3 separate regions of the Gossypium hirsutum genome follow, and all the other regions are linked to region 3. The links are chromatin contacts, called in public Hi-C maps. All regions are on one chromosome and are shown on one strand. Each heading gives the region's core, a stretch centred on a gene start, on an enhancer-like site or on the middle of the called end of the contact. The rest is flanking DNA. Distances are from core to core; before and after follow the strand shown. Region 1 holds the start of LOC107920719 (protein terminal ear1 homolog). Region 2 holds the start of LOC107927969 (NADH dehydrogenase [ubiquinone] 1 beta subcomplex subunit 9). Region 3 holds the start of LOC107927880 (transcription initiation factor TFIID subunit 14b).

What was found. A called contact is a pair of places that touch in the nucleus more often than the background predicts.
Region 1: a contact with region 3 is called in a Hi-C map of leaf, with 2.5 times the contacts expected there. The contact joins the promoter of LOC107920719 here to the promoter of LOC107927880 in region 3. A contact is called at or near these places in 2 of 34 Hi-C or Micro-C datasets (both in leaf).
Region 2: a contact with region 3 is called in a Hi-C map of leaf, with 2.8 times the contacts expected there. The contact joins the promoter of LOC107927969 here to the promoter of LOC107927880 in region 3. A contact is called at or near these places in 13 of 34 Hi-C or Micro-C datasets (fibers, hypocotyl, leaf and 2 more).

What each region holds. Positions count from the first base shown.
Region 1 is chrA12:7,470,377-7,474,513 of Gossypium_hirsutum_v2.1, reverse strand. LOC107920719 (protein terminal ear1 homolog) reads left to right here and starts at 1,667. Exons shown (of 4, transcript XM_016850554.2): 1 at 1,667-2,350; 2 at 2,578-2,718; 3 at 2,813-2,954; 4 at 3,037-3,618. The coding sequence starts at 1,668. The coding sequence ends at 3,180.
Region 2 is chrA12:7,414,656-7,419,387 of Gossypium_hirsutum_v2.1, reverse strand. LOC107927969 (NADH dehydrogenase [ubiquinone] 1 beta subcomplex subunit 9) reads left to right here and starts at 1,979. Exons shown (of 6, transcript XM_016859113.2): 1 at 1,979-2,241; 2 at 2,321-2,362; 3 at 2,639-2,720; 4 at 3,341-3,396; 5 at 4,087-4,159; 6 at 4,619-4,732. The coding sequence starts at 2,110. The coding sequence ends at 4,128.
Region 3 is chrA12:7,266,191-7,270,752 of Gossypium_hirsutum_v2.1, reverse strand. It overlaps LOC107927880 (transcription initiation factor TFIID subunit 14b), which reads right to left and starts at 2,531. Exons shown (of 6, transcript XM_016859004.2): 1 at 2,289-2,531; 2 at 1,873-1,952; 3 at 1,542-1,763; 4 at 717-904; 5 at 512-633; 6 at 1-306. The coding sequence starts at 2,402. The coding sequence ends at 229. It overlaps LOC107927871 (pentatricopeptide repeat-containing protein At3g12770), which reads right to left and starts at 4,494. Exons shown (of 2, transcript XM_041082604.1): 1 at 2,479-4,494; 2 at 2,289-2,395. The coding sequence starts at 4,494. The coding sequence ends at 3,037.

The DNA of each region.
Region 1 (4,137 bases), core at 418-2,917, 200 kb before region 3:
TGCACTTCCGACCGTTTGTCTAATAGAAGCCGTATATCTTCAAGGGCGGTAGGTATTCCAACATAACTCGTGGAATGGTTCCACCTAATTAAAAAAAAAATTTAGCATACAATTATATTTTAAATCTATGTAATAATTGTAAAATTTATATTCAAATTTTACCTCGTTATAAGTTAGAATGTATATGGGTGGTTCACTCGATGACGTAAAAATAGAAGCGAAACCGAGCCCATGATTGTAGTGGTGATAGACAATCTCTAATTTTAGCTTTATTTGGTGGTATCGCCCCGCACATTTCTCGATACAATGTTGCCAACACAGCAGACTCCCAACTAAATTCGCCAACTGCTCTAAAATCAACGAGTTTCAGTAGCTACCTCAAATGTATGAGGTTTCGTGACAAGTCTGACATCAGATAATCTCCAATCATCTTAAGGATGTATGCCCGAGTATATCATATTCTTTCTACTTCAGTTGAATCATTCCCCGACTTCGGGAATATGTTTCGTAACCAGGCTATCTCGATCCGATCTCCGTAAATATTATCCGGAATCGCACCCAAAAGATCGTAGCATACGGCTCCTCAATTAGCAGATTGAACGGACCCGGTGAGTGTAGACCCATCCACCGACAATCCCAATTGTAACTGCACGTCCTCCAAAGTGATGGTACACTCTCCGCATGGAGCACATATCGGGTCTCCACCTCTCTATTAACGTGCTAATGAGTTTCGAGTCCAACTTGCACCCTTGACTTATAGTGGCTACGTGCCAAAAACCCGCTTCCCTCAAGTAATTTTCTATCAACGGTGATGGAAGACCATACATATTACGAATATAATTGTAACACTCGATCTACAGACTGTTATAAAAAATTATAAAATAAAAATTAATTAAATTACATAAATGAAAAAAATATTAAATAATATTCAAAATTTAAAATTAACCCTTACCATTTTCATTTGTTCGACGGAATGTTTATGATTGAAACAAATTAATTCCCCGGTTATTGCTAACACAATCAAATATTTTTGAAATTATAAAAAATACTAATTTAGAAAAATAATTAAAATAATTAATTAATTAAAGAGAGTTTTGAGAAATTTAGAGAGAAATTTGAGAGCTTTTTTGCCAAATTTAAAAGAAATATTGTGTGAAAAAAAATAGGAGGGGTTTTTATAGTTTTTTTTTCCAGCGGTCAAAAATTTAAATAGCCGTTGGAAAAAAAACACTGAACAAATTGCGTCCCTGGGAAAGCGATTTTGTCACATTAGTAAAATGCTTCCACATCAATACATTTTGTGCTGACATGGCAAAATCGCTCTCTCAAAGACGTAATTTGCTGAAATTTCACCTAAAAATACTTTTATATACACGCATTTTACATATTTCGACCATTTCCAGGAAATAATATAAAAATTAATTCATTTTTGTAAATAAAATTAGAAATAGGCATTTACGGAAAAAATGCTCCATTACAGAGGCACCCTAAAACAATTATTTGAAAAATAACTTTTGGATATAGAGGTAATTTTTTTTACATTATTTAAATAAGAAAGCCGAATAAATTTGAATATATAGGGAAAAGGTAGAACTATAGGGTTAGTATATATGTGGAAGGTCAAGGGTCAATGGCCTTAGAACCGTGCTAGCGTGTTACAGTTGAACATGGCGACCGTGAGAGCTGATGTTGCCCAAGATTTTCCCCACAACATAGGGATGAGAAACTGGAGCTTAAACCCAGAAGCCCCTGAGTTTTTCCCTGCAAGGAAACGTCTGCTTTCAGCTTCTTCTCCCGTGTTTTCACCCTCAACTCCAATATTTCTTCATTATTATACCCATCCTTTATTGTCAGCTTCCACGGTCTCTCACCTTTCATACACCTATCCTCATCCACATGCACTTCAGCCCCATTTCTTCATCCCTGAGAAGGCGGCTTCTGCATCTGTGGCCATGACTGAAACAGTCTCTCCCTTGCTGGAACCATTCAAGACTACCATGGTGGTCGACGAAGCGCCGGAGCCTAGAACAGCGGCTCGAAAGGAAAACTTGGGAGGTACCAGGCCAAGCGTTAGAGATAAACCTTACTGGAAGAGCGATAAAAGATATGGGAAAAAAGGGTTTGTAATTGTTGATCGTAATAGTAGCTACGCTCGCAAGAAACAATGTAGGGGGAAGCCTAGCAGTTACAGTTCTCAAGACAAGAAGCATTTTGCTAAAACTTGCCCAAAGAAGGCTCGAGGTCGGGCTGGTAATAAGTATAACAAGCGAGAGAAACATCCACCCATTCCTCTAAAGCCTGACGGGTTGGAAACGACGGTCATGATAAAGAACATACCCAACAGATACACGTATATATAATCTTTTGGTTTCAACTATATTCAATGTTATGGGTTTATGAATGTTTTAGTTGTCTTTTCGTCTTCCCTGTGATTATTTTTCAGCATTTATTGATTGCTTTTTATTAGTGTTTGCTGTTGATTAAGACTTGTGAAGATCTTCTGGGTTGCCTTACGGATCTTTATAGATTTGTCTGCTTAAAACATTTGAATGAATTATTGGATATTGGGGTTTGTAGACGAGAGATGTTGGAGGATGTTCTTGACCAGCATTGCATGCTTACGAATAAAGAGGCCGAGTCTCAGATTGGTAGTGCAGATGAAGATGAACAACCTTCATTGACAGCGTTTGATTTTCTATACCTTCCGATAGACTTTGTGTATGTTACAAAAATTCACATTCCTTGATCATTTCATTTCACTTGGTTCATTTTACCTATAATTTTAATACTCAATTGTTTTCCATGATTGTAGTACCAAGTCAAACAAGGGCTATGCATTCGTAAACTTCACGAACCCAAAAGCAGCCAGGAAGTTTTCCCGTGCTTGGCACAATAAACATTGGCCTTGTATCAACTCAAACAAGATTCGTGAGATACATTGCGCCAAACTTCAGGTATACATTTTTGTATATCTATAAACCCAACAAAGTTAAGCCTGTTTAAGTACTTAAGTTGGTGAATTCAACATTTAAACAGGGGAGAGAGGAGCTAGTGAAGCACTTTGAGAATATGGAATTTCCTAGTGAAAACTTTCAACCACTGAGTTTCAATCCAGCACGTGATGGTTCTAAGCAAGCGGTGAAACAAACTATAGTTGGAAGATGCATAGGTTCTAAGTAACTAGTGTGACATGTCTGGGATACTACTATGTATGGCCGTATGAGACAAAAACAGTGGTGGCCTCTTTTTATTTTTTTTAACTGTTTAGTTTAGTTCTGTTGTTGGTGTTCAATTTGGTTGTGTTCTTAAGTTTGTTATTAGACTCTTTTTGGTCACAATGTGATGGGGTGGACCTTGGCACCTGGATCAGATGTAAAATCAAAGGGCAGGTGGCGAAATCCACCTTGTAATTGGTTGGGTGTTATGTAAATGTATATAGTCCGCTAAGTGTAATGGCAGTATCCCTCTCTTCGAGTAGCACAAAAGCTGCATGTAGTTATGTGGGTGTACGCCTTGACGGTGTTTTTGGGGCACCATTCAATCAAGTTTGTATGTTAAAACTGCTGTAAAACGACAAGAAGTCCTTGGACTGAAAATCCGTTTCACCAAAGGAGGAAAATGCCGATTTTTACTAGAGCAGTAAATCCCTGGTTGGAATGGATCGTTTTAGGAAGCTGTGCCTGTGCCTGTGCCTGTGCCTGTGCCTTTGGTTTTTCCATTCTCCTTCATATTTGGAAGGAGACGTCTCAGCTTTGTAGTTGAAGGTTTCCATTAACAACTTTTTGTTTTTGAAGTAATAGGTTTGAAATAGAAAACCTTTTCGCCATTGAAAAGAGATATAAGCCTTAAAATACAAATAAACCAACACTTGAGATCCACTAGTCTATGGAATCGTGTACCTTTGCGTAAATAAAGGGGTAGGAGTTGAAATGAGGTATTGGGAAAGTGAAGGGAGCATTGAAAGATGGGGGTGGAGACTGGACATTGAAATGAAAGTTGCGGTGGCAGACTGTGGATTGTACCCATTGCTGATTTCATTCATAATCTTGAGCTGCCCAAAATATTGATCACACTTTTTTCTCAGACAATCATTTAGGTGTATAGTAATAATTTGATTTGATGAGGCAAAAGGCGTGA
Region 2 (4,732 bases), core at 730-3,229, 150 kb before region 3:
CAACCGTGTGACAAGGAACAATTTTAAATTCCTTGGGTTTTTTTCCAAATTTTCCAGATTTATTCGCGGGGGTTTCGAGTTAAAAACACACACTTGATTGTTTTCCGATGTCGACTTAAAAGCAACACTACCAACTCCTATTACAACACCAAAATATCAAGTAAACTAATACAATTTCAACGAACTCAAAACATTCATTCAACTAAAAACGCTAGAAAAACCAGCCCTTACCTAGAAAGCAATTACTAAGGTACTCAATTAGTCGAAAGAGATTTATGTAGCTCGAGATCCTCCCTTAACAGAAACCCCCAAAAGAAATCATCAAAGAGCAATCGAGCCAACAAGAATTCCTCGAATAAAACCTTACCAAAAGAACATTTTTTTTACTAATAACAACAATGGCAAAGAAGACCATACTTATACATCACTTACCACAATTTCGGAAGCCCAAATCACTCACCAAAGAACAAAATCCAAAAACTAGGCATGAAAAACAACAGAACAACGACAAAATACAAGCATAATTGATCAAAAAGAAAAGATTAAAGGTTGCAAAGGAATAATAGAAAAAAACAGAAGAAAAGAAAAGAAAAGAAAATGGAAGAGTGGAGAGTGAGAAATAGTCGGTTGAGGGAGAAAAATTAGGAAAATCCCTCGTCACCTTTTTTTTAAAACTACCCCACTAACTAATCACATCAAATTTTTTTTCTCGGAGTTTAAAACAAAAAATAATTCACTTTGCATACGCAAGAATTCAAACACAAGACTAAAGAGTAAGTTGAAGTCTTGTCACTAAACCAACAAACTCATTCTTAATATTAGTTGAGCAAAAATAATTTATAAATCAGAGGTTCAAAGATTGAGATTTTGCAAAAATTCAAGGGAAATGATTTAAACTCAGAACCTTACACACACTACTCACATCTCTTAACCACTGAATCAGAACAAATTACTTTACATAATTTTCACAACCTTTATTCAAAATAGGGCGTGACCACTTTTGATTTCACTAACCCAATTTCTTCTAACCCGATTTTCGGGATGTGACAATGTATTCACCTGACCCACATTAAATTCTTAATATATGATTATAATAAATTACAATTTTAATGTGCAAGAAGAAAAATCGATTTATATGTATTTATCTTTTGAATAAATATAATATTTAGTACTTGAAATTGATTTTTTTAAAAATTTGATAGCTATATTTTTTGGTCCAAATTGTTATCTAAACTTGTCATACGTTATACAAATTACTCTAATATGCTAACAATATAATTTTCTTACAAGGTAACAAAATAATTAATATATAATTGATATACGAGGGATGACATGAAATATTTTTTGGCATTCTAAAAGTTCAATTACTTTTATTTTATTTCTTTTATTTTAATACAATGAGTATCTTTTATTTTAGATTTTTTAAACTCTAATTTTCTTCTTCAATCATTCTTCATGTATAGCTCAAAGTACAATTTTTTAACTTAGATTTCCTCTAATACTGATGATATTTTTGTGGAATTGAAAGCTTTTTGAAAACCAAACAATGATTTAAGCATGCGATCCCTTTTAAATTATTTAAAATAATCTTAACCCTAATGAAAAGTAAAATTCGAGCATATAATTTAGAAAATCAGTGGAAACTCCAAATAAATGTAATTATTATTGTCATTAAATTTCATTTTATGTGTCACATATCAGTCATGCATTAGTTATTTCTATACCCTTATAAAAAAAAGTAACATAGTTAATGTTTTTGGTAATTTATATAACAATTAATAAGTTTAGATACCAAATTAAAAAAAAAGTGTCAAATTTAAATATCTAATTGAATTAAAAAAATTTAAGTATCAAATTAGTAAAAAAAATCAAATTCAGGTACTAAATGGAAAAAAACTTAAATAACAAATTAAGAAAAAGTCTCAAAAATTAACACAAATTACCAGCTAAATCCCTTTTACTTTAAACGTTAAACGTTAAACGGTGTCGTTTCAAAATTAATGAGTCCGTGTGTACAGTCTTACATCAACACTTCCCCTACCAGGAACAGCGTAGGAAGAGCCAGAGAAAGAAGAGTCCAGAATCTGGGAAAAAGCAAAAGCAGCCGAAATGAGCGGAGCCACGACGGCAGCGTATTTAGCTCGAAGAGCAGCTCAGAAAGAGAGGGTTCGGATTCTCTACCGCCGTGCCCTCAAAGATACCCTCAATTGGGCCGTCCATCGCCACCTCTTCTATCAAGATGTATCTCTCAGATCTTTCCCCTCATTTTTTTTTCTTTCTTAATTGATCGATTCTTTGATTTTAAGTTTCTTTTTTGTAGGCCTCTGATCTTCGCGAAAAATTCGAAGCCAACAAGCATGTGGTTCGTCTTCATTCCTTTCCCATTTTCACATTATATCATCCTCTTTTTTTTTTAATTAATCATATTCAGTGATAAATTGTATGAAGATTTACCTACTGGGTGTTCTGTTTTTCTGTTTCTATTATGACAAAATGATCTCATTGAATTTCTGCATTGAACTTATTAAGGACTCATGTAAATGGTGATTATATTTTTAATGGTTTAACTTTGCGGTTGTTTTGGCTTTTCACTAAGTATCTTTGATGATGTTGCTTTGTATAATTTGGGTTTTTGCAGGAAGATCTTGACACAATCGACAAAATGATAGCTGCAGGTGAAGCAACCTATAATAAGTGGCGGCATCCTGATCCTTATATTGGTAAGATTACAATAGTATGTTCAATGTTGTTGGTTTTATAAGAGAACTTCTGTTTGAAGTAATGGGATATGAAACTTTTCTTTTTCTGATGCATACACTTGGTCTCTAAGATACATGCATATTACCAAAGGCAGAGTTAGTGTATTGGAAATCGAATGTCTATGTCATCTCAATAGTTCTCGCGTGGAAGGAATTTTTGTATATATACGTGTGTGTTCTTTTGAAGTTCTTGTGCAACAACTGAGAGGAAAATGGCTCAAAAAATTGACAATAGGATGAATTTTTTATGGTAACTCATTTACTCTTTGTTAGGATTTTGATTCCATCTCAGATAAATAATAGTTTGGTTATTACCAGTGAATTTTCATTGACTGTGAGAAACAAGGTATTTAGGTGAAGAGAATTGCTACCAAACTAGTACTATGGTACTTCACCTCTCCTTGCTTGGTGCCATCTACTTACATTCTTGTATTTGGTAAAAAGTACTTGGTTCTTACTGTTAAGTCTTGCTCTTGTTGTGACACTTGACTGATTGACTGCGATTTCCTTATAAGTTGCTAACTTTCCAGTTTTAAACCTGTTATGTGGTTTGAAGCTTAACATCTTAATTCCATTTGCAGTTCCTTGGGCTCCTGGTGGTTCCAAGTTCACTCGAAACCCTGTCCCGCCATCTGGGGTAATTCTTTTAGTTCCGTTCTTGCCATTTGCCAACAAATATGCTATTTCTTTGTTTTCGCATGTTTCCTCACTTGTCTGCAATTCTTGTTGTATTCTATGCATTCTTATTTTTATTTTTTTGGAGTATTCATGTGTCTACCTTTATGAATGTAAGCTATCCTTTTCTTGCTTTTAGAGTAGACATCCACTTATTTTTGTTTCTTCTTTGTTCATGGTATCTAAAAAATCCAGTATTTTAGCTGGAGAAAATTGAGATTGCACCTCTCACATACCGCACTGTTCTGTTCTGTCCATTGGCCTTCTCTACGGCTATCCAATGTTCATAGTGATTATCAACCCATCATGCTGCAGATTAGAAGAAAAGTAATTAGAGAATCCTCTTCACTTGTCTTTGTTTTGTTTCTCTATAGCAGATAGCTTCTTTCTTCCTACTATTTTAGAATCATTTCTTCCTTTGAGTATATTATTTATCTCGGTAGGTGTCAAAAAATGATCTAATTGCTGGAGAAAGATAGGGTGAAGGGAACAGGAGTGTTCATCTTGTCCTGTAATGGAGTTTCTACCCTGTTGCTTAGCTACCTGACCTAGATCCTTTTAGGAGCTTTCAAGCAACTATTAGTAAAATTCCTGATTGATTTAATTGCTTTTTAAATTTTTATCCAGTTCTGATATTTCATTCTTGATGCAGATTGAGATTTTATATGATTATGGTAAAGAAGAAAATGATTAAAACATGATCTTTTCTACCCCAACAAATAAAGGTTAGCCATTTACTTTGTTATTTAGGTTTTCTTTGTTCTTTGTATAATTCCCTTGTCAAAGTTTTGGTTTGTGTCTTACAACTTGCCACTGGTTGGTTGCGCTTTTCTTTAGAAGTTTAGTTGCGATAATCTCTTGGATTTATATTGAAAATACATACATGCAAAAATGTATTAGCAGGGTGTTATTGTGAAAATAATTTCAAGGTTTTTCGAGATACACTCTCCTGAAATCATTTAGTTTATTTAGGGAGTGATTAGTGTGTTCTTGTCTCGAAATAAATGATACTCGACATGTTAGTATCTTTTCAAATTTGAATGATATTTGCACTAAGGATCCAATCTTCTACCAAAGCATCCTCTGTTAAGAAAATGCCATGTCAAATCACGTAGGTACTAGATGCTTTGAACATTTTGTTATTTTTTGTGATGCTAAAACTTTCCAATTTTTGGTTGATTCAGGTCTAGAGACTCCTTGAGGGATTCCAACGCAAGGATTCAACAATCGTTTAGCCAAAATCACGGAACTATTCATACGCTCTTGGCAGCAACTCCTTTGTATTCATCCCAGTGAAA
Region 3 (4,562 bases), core at 1,282-3,781:
TACCTTCTATTAAAGAAAGAAATAGTAGATACTGTTCCTTTTGCCATGCTTTTATTAGTTCAGAGCTCAAAAGCCATGAAAAGGAAGAAAACAAGACAAAACTCAGCAAAGTCTTAGAAAATACATATCTCAGTTACATTACTATGCCATCACGTGCCTTTGCCGCAAAATCAATTTAAACTGGAAGTGGAAGTCTCAAAATTTCCAAGACTACTGTAAATTCACTATTCAGAGTGGTTTGAACTGTTGATTCTGCCCGTCGGTCAAGCTAATTTGTCGCCTGAGCTTAGCAATATGAGCTTGTACCTACACATTCCAGTTAAAATATCCAAACATTTGAATTTCTTGACATCTTTACATGATAATGGGCCAATTATTTTGAAAAGATGTCGGTGAACAAGTTTGTGAACAAACCAAATGTAACTGGAAATAGAAAAAGTAAAGATGCTTTGCATTTCACATTTCACAAATAGGAAACTCATCCTAGGAAGTAAAAATCATGCTTGCTTACCTGCTGACGAGCAGCTGCAAGTTGTAATAGCTCATCTGCTTCAGAGAAATTCAAGAACCACTGGCTTAGGGGATGGTCCTTAGTGTCACCTCTCTTCTTTTTACTTTCATCTTCAGTTGATACTGCAAGCAATTTAGAGGTATCCTCATGAAACATAAGATTAACACCAAACAAAAAATTTCAAAGACAAGGCATAGGAATAAACCCGAGGGTGGTAAAGTAACACCAGCTGGTAACCTGGGGAAGGTTACTGCTGGATGATTCTGCACACGAGCTAAAAAACTCTCTGACAGTTCTGTGAATACAACCTCATCATAGGATTCCACAACAACAGGTTTTTTGGTCGACATGGGGCCAGATTCATCTTCTGGGTATAACTTCAGATGATGATATCTGGAGAATAAAATTTTAATATCAACATTTTGCCTTGAGGCTTTATTTAGATTTTTGGTTTTCCATCAATGGAGTGGGTGATATGTGATTTTGATAGCAAGAATTGTTAGTTAAAAACTGAATCATTGCGAGAAAATTCCAGCACTCACTAAATATCTTCAGTACGGCGCGCGCGGGGGGGGGGGGGTTGGAATGTCAGAAAATCCAACATTAATTCAACATAATCAGAACATTATATCTGCTGATTATTAAAATGTTTACTTTGATTCCAGCCAACTCCTTAAGAAATTGAATAATATAAAATGGAAAACAACAAATAAAGTAATTCATGTATCTCACAGTTATATCTAAATATAACCAAATCATTAATTTTCTACACTTGATTACCAACTGAGACACATCAACAGTAAAGTAGTCTTTCATGGTAAGAGTTATCCACTGTAGGCCAAATGACTATTAACAACATCAAAATTAAAACGAGTAGAAGTTCTTTCTAGTGCTACATAATTGTATGTTCTTCTCCTACATATCTTTAACAATGTCCTAATTAAACAATGACTGTATTAGGACTAAACCTCTGCTATTTCTGGAATAAACCAACTTAACTAAAACCAGATTAACAGGCAAAGCAACTCACAAGTTCAAGGGCTTCTCACAAACATCGTTATGGAAGAATAGTGTAATGGCAATCTCAAATTCGCCCCACCCTGATTCTGATAACTCAAATGGAGCAGACTCCACAACCCTTGTTGGGTTATTGAAACTGGAATGCAACTGAAAAACAGCCCGCTTTACAACCACACTAAGATCCTCATTCGTTGCCCCACGAACATACACAGTCCATCTGTGCGATTGATACCTGAATCAAGCATTGAAAATACAAACCAAACGTAACTGAAACGTGCAAATAACAAACCAAAGAAGAAAGCAGAAGTTCCAAAAGTTCCAAGTGTTAAGCAAATACTCACTCGCTTGCCTTTTTACCAAGCCAAAATGCAGCATTACCATATACGATAGGAACACTTATTTCAACATCTTTGATCTTCTTCTGCACCGGAATCATAAAAAATACAACAATAAGATATTCCTGACAAAAGAACTACTTGTTCTGTAATAAAAACATTTCAAATCATAGTTTTTTAGTGCAACCAGGTTGAAAACTAATTTCTCTTTTCATAGGTTACATCATTTTGATTGCCGACATATTGGGTAAAACTCCAAATTTAAATGATGACAAATTGTAGCTCCAAAATTCAATTAAACATCAGTCAAATAGCTGAACACGGAAATTTGAAAGAAAAGAAAAAAGACAGCTTTTTGGCTTCTTGGGGTGATGTTATTTAGGTGAATTGAGTCCGAAATTGAATTGAGATTTCAAGACTACCTTCTTTTCACTGTCTTCGGATTTGCCCATTTTGGTGCGCTGTGATTTGAGCGTGGGCAAGCTAATCTCCGGCTGATCTGGATCTTTCTTTTTCGACAATGAAGTATCTATCATATCATGTAAGAAAATCGGCTCAACCTCGTGAGAAATCAAGGTTCAACTAGAAAGAAAATTAGGGTTTTTCTTTCACCTTAGTTACAGTGCCTGGTTTGCAGGGCATGGGGTTTGAGGAATTGATTGCGTAAGTGAGGTTTCTATAACACTCATGATTTTAGCCAATAATAGAGCAACATGTAATGTGACAGACGAACAAGTGCACCATAGAATGACTAAAAGGCCCTTATTTTTAATGTTATGTTCAGTAGGATTGGCCAGCTTGAGTCTGGCCCTTTTGTAGTTGGCCCAGCAGCCCCGACAGAGAAATAAGGAACAAATTAAATTGCCCCAAACTGGAATTTAATTCCAAACTTTTATGCCTATGAAATCTTGGCCGTGTTCATAAGGTTAAAGCTTTGGAATTCTAACGTGAAAATGATGTGCACTAAACATAATTTATACAACACAATCCTTGCAAGCTCCATAAAAGCAGCCAAAATGAAGATGCTGCAGTTTCCTCCAAAGCATGTTGTAACATGAAGTTATCAACGTATTCACCCTTCTAAACTGCATGCTTCAGAATCCCACATGTTCATTCAAATGAAACCATTTACATCCTACATGTCTCCTTCATGACTGATACCTGCTCTATTCAACCACTGACTTCTACCCAACTAAATGCGGTATCTTTCTTTAATCCTCTCTGCTTCATTGTCTCCCTTAACTGACCAATCTCATCCCACATTCTTAACCTAGCGTATAAATTTGATAGCTTAACATAAACTCCAACATTCTGAGGATCCAACTCGAGTGCCTTTTGAGCAGCAAATTTACCCAACTCAACATTTTCATGATCACTGCAAGCACTAAGTAAAGCCACCCATAAGGAAACACTGCCATTGTTGTGGCCTTTCTGAAGCATCATCTCATTGACCACCTTCATTGCCTTCTCTAACTCACCAGCCCTACATAGTAGATCAACCACACAACTGTAGTGCTCTGGACCAGGAATCAACTTGTAAACATGAGTCATGCAATCAAAATACTCAAGGCCTAGTCTTATTTGTCCAGTGTGACCACAGGCTGAGATGACTGTTACAAATGCCACCTCATCAGGCTTAATACCCTCCCTCAACATCTCTTTAAATAACAAAATCAAGTCTTCATAGTGTCCATTTCTTCCATACACACCAAGCATTGAAGTCCAAAGAACAACATCCCTTCTTTTCTCCCTCCCCAATCTCAGCCCTGCCAAACTGAAAACTTGGAAAGCTTGCATCACCAACCCACATTTTCCATACATTTCAATCAATGAACTTTGCAGAAATACATCCTCCACCAAATTATAAAATTTACGGAATAAATATCCATGCATTTGCCTCCCCAATTCAATAGCCGAAAGCCCTGCACATGCACGTAACATAGCCGATAAAGTAAAATGGTCATAATCCAAATTCAATCCAGGCATCTTCCTAACAAGTACAAGTCCCTGAATCCACAACTTAGCCTCACAAAATCCTGATAAAAGTGCATTTGCACAAACGGAGTTCTTAAAAGGAATTTCATCGAACATCACAGCTGCATCTTCGATAAGTGACGATTTTGCATATAAATCAACTAGAGCACTGCCTACAAAGACACTCGACGTCCAACCTGATTTCGCCACGTGAGAATGAATTTGTTTACCAAATTCAGCTTTCTTCAATGAAGATGACGCTGATATGGAACTACACAAAGCATAAGTATCCAAAGAAATGCCATTAAAGTGCATAAAAGAAAAAGTTTTTAGTGCAAAAAACGCAAACCCATTTTTTGAAAAATCAGATATTATTACATTAAAGGGCAATGGGTTTGGGGGGTTTATGGATTTGAAGTAATTGGTTAAGATTTTAATGCTGGTTTTGCTTTCCAGGCATGCGGCATATGTGAAAATGAGTTCGCTGTGGATATTGGGTGAAACAGAAAACAAGCCTTTTCTAAGTAAGACAGCATGAAGGATTTTGGTGGCTCTTAGACTCTTTATTTGGGAACATTTTTGCAAGAATTTGGTGAGGGAGTTGAAGCTAATTAAACTGGAAGAAGAAAATATTATGGAGTCTTCCAAACGCATTTTCTTCTTCAGAACGGTAGTTCGAACTTTCAATTCAATCAATTATAACAAGAGGAGATTGTTCCTTG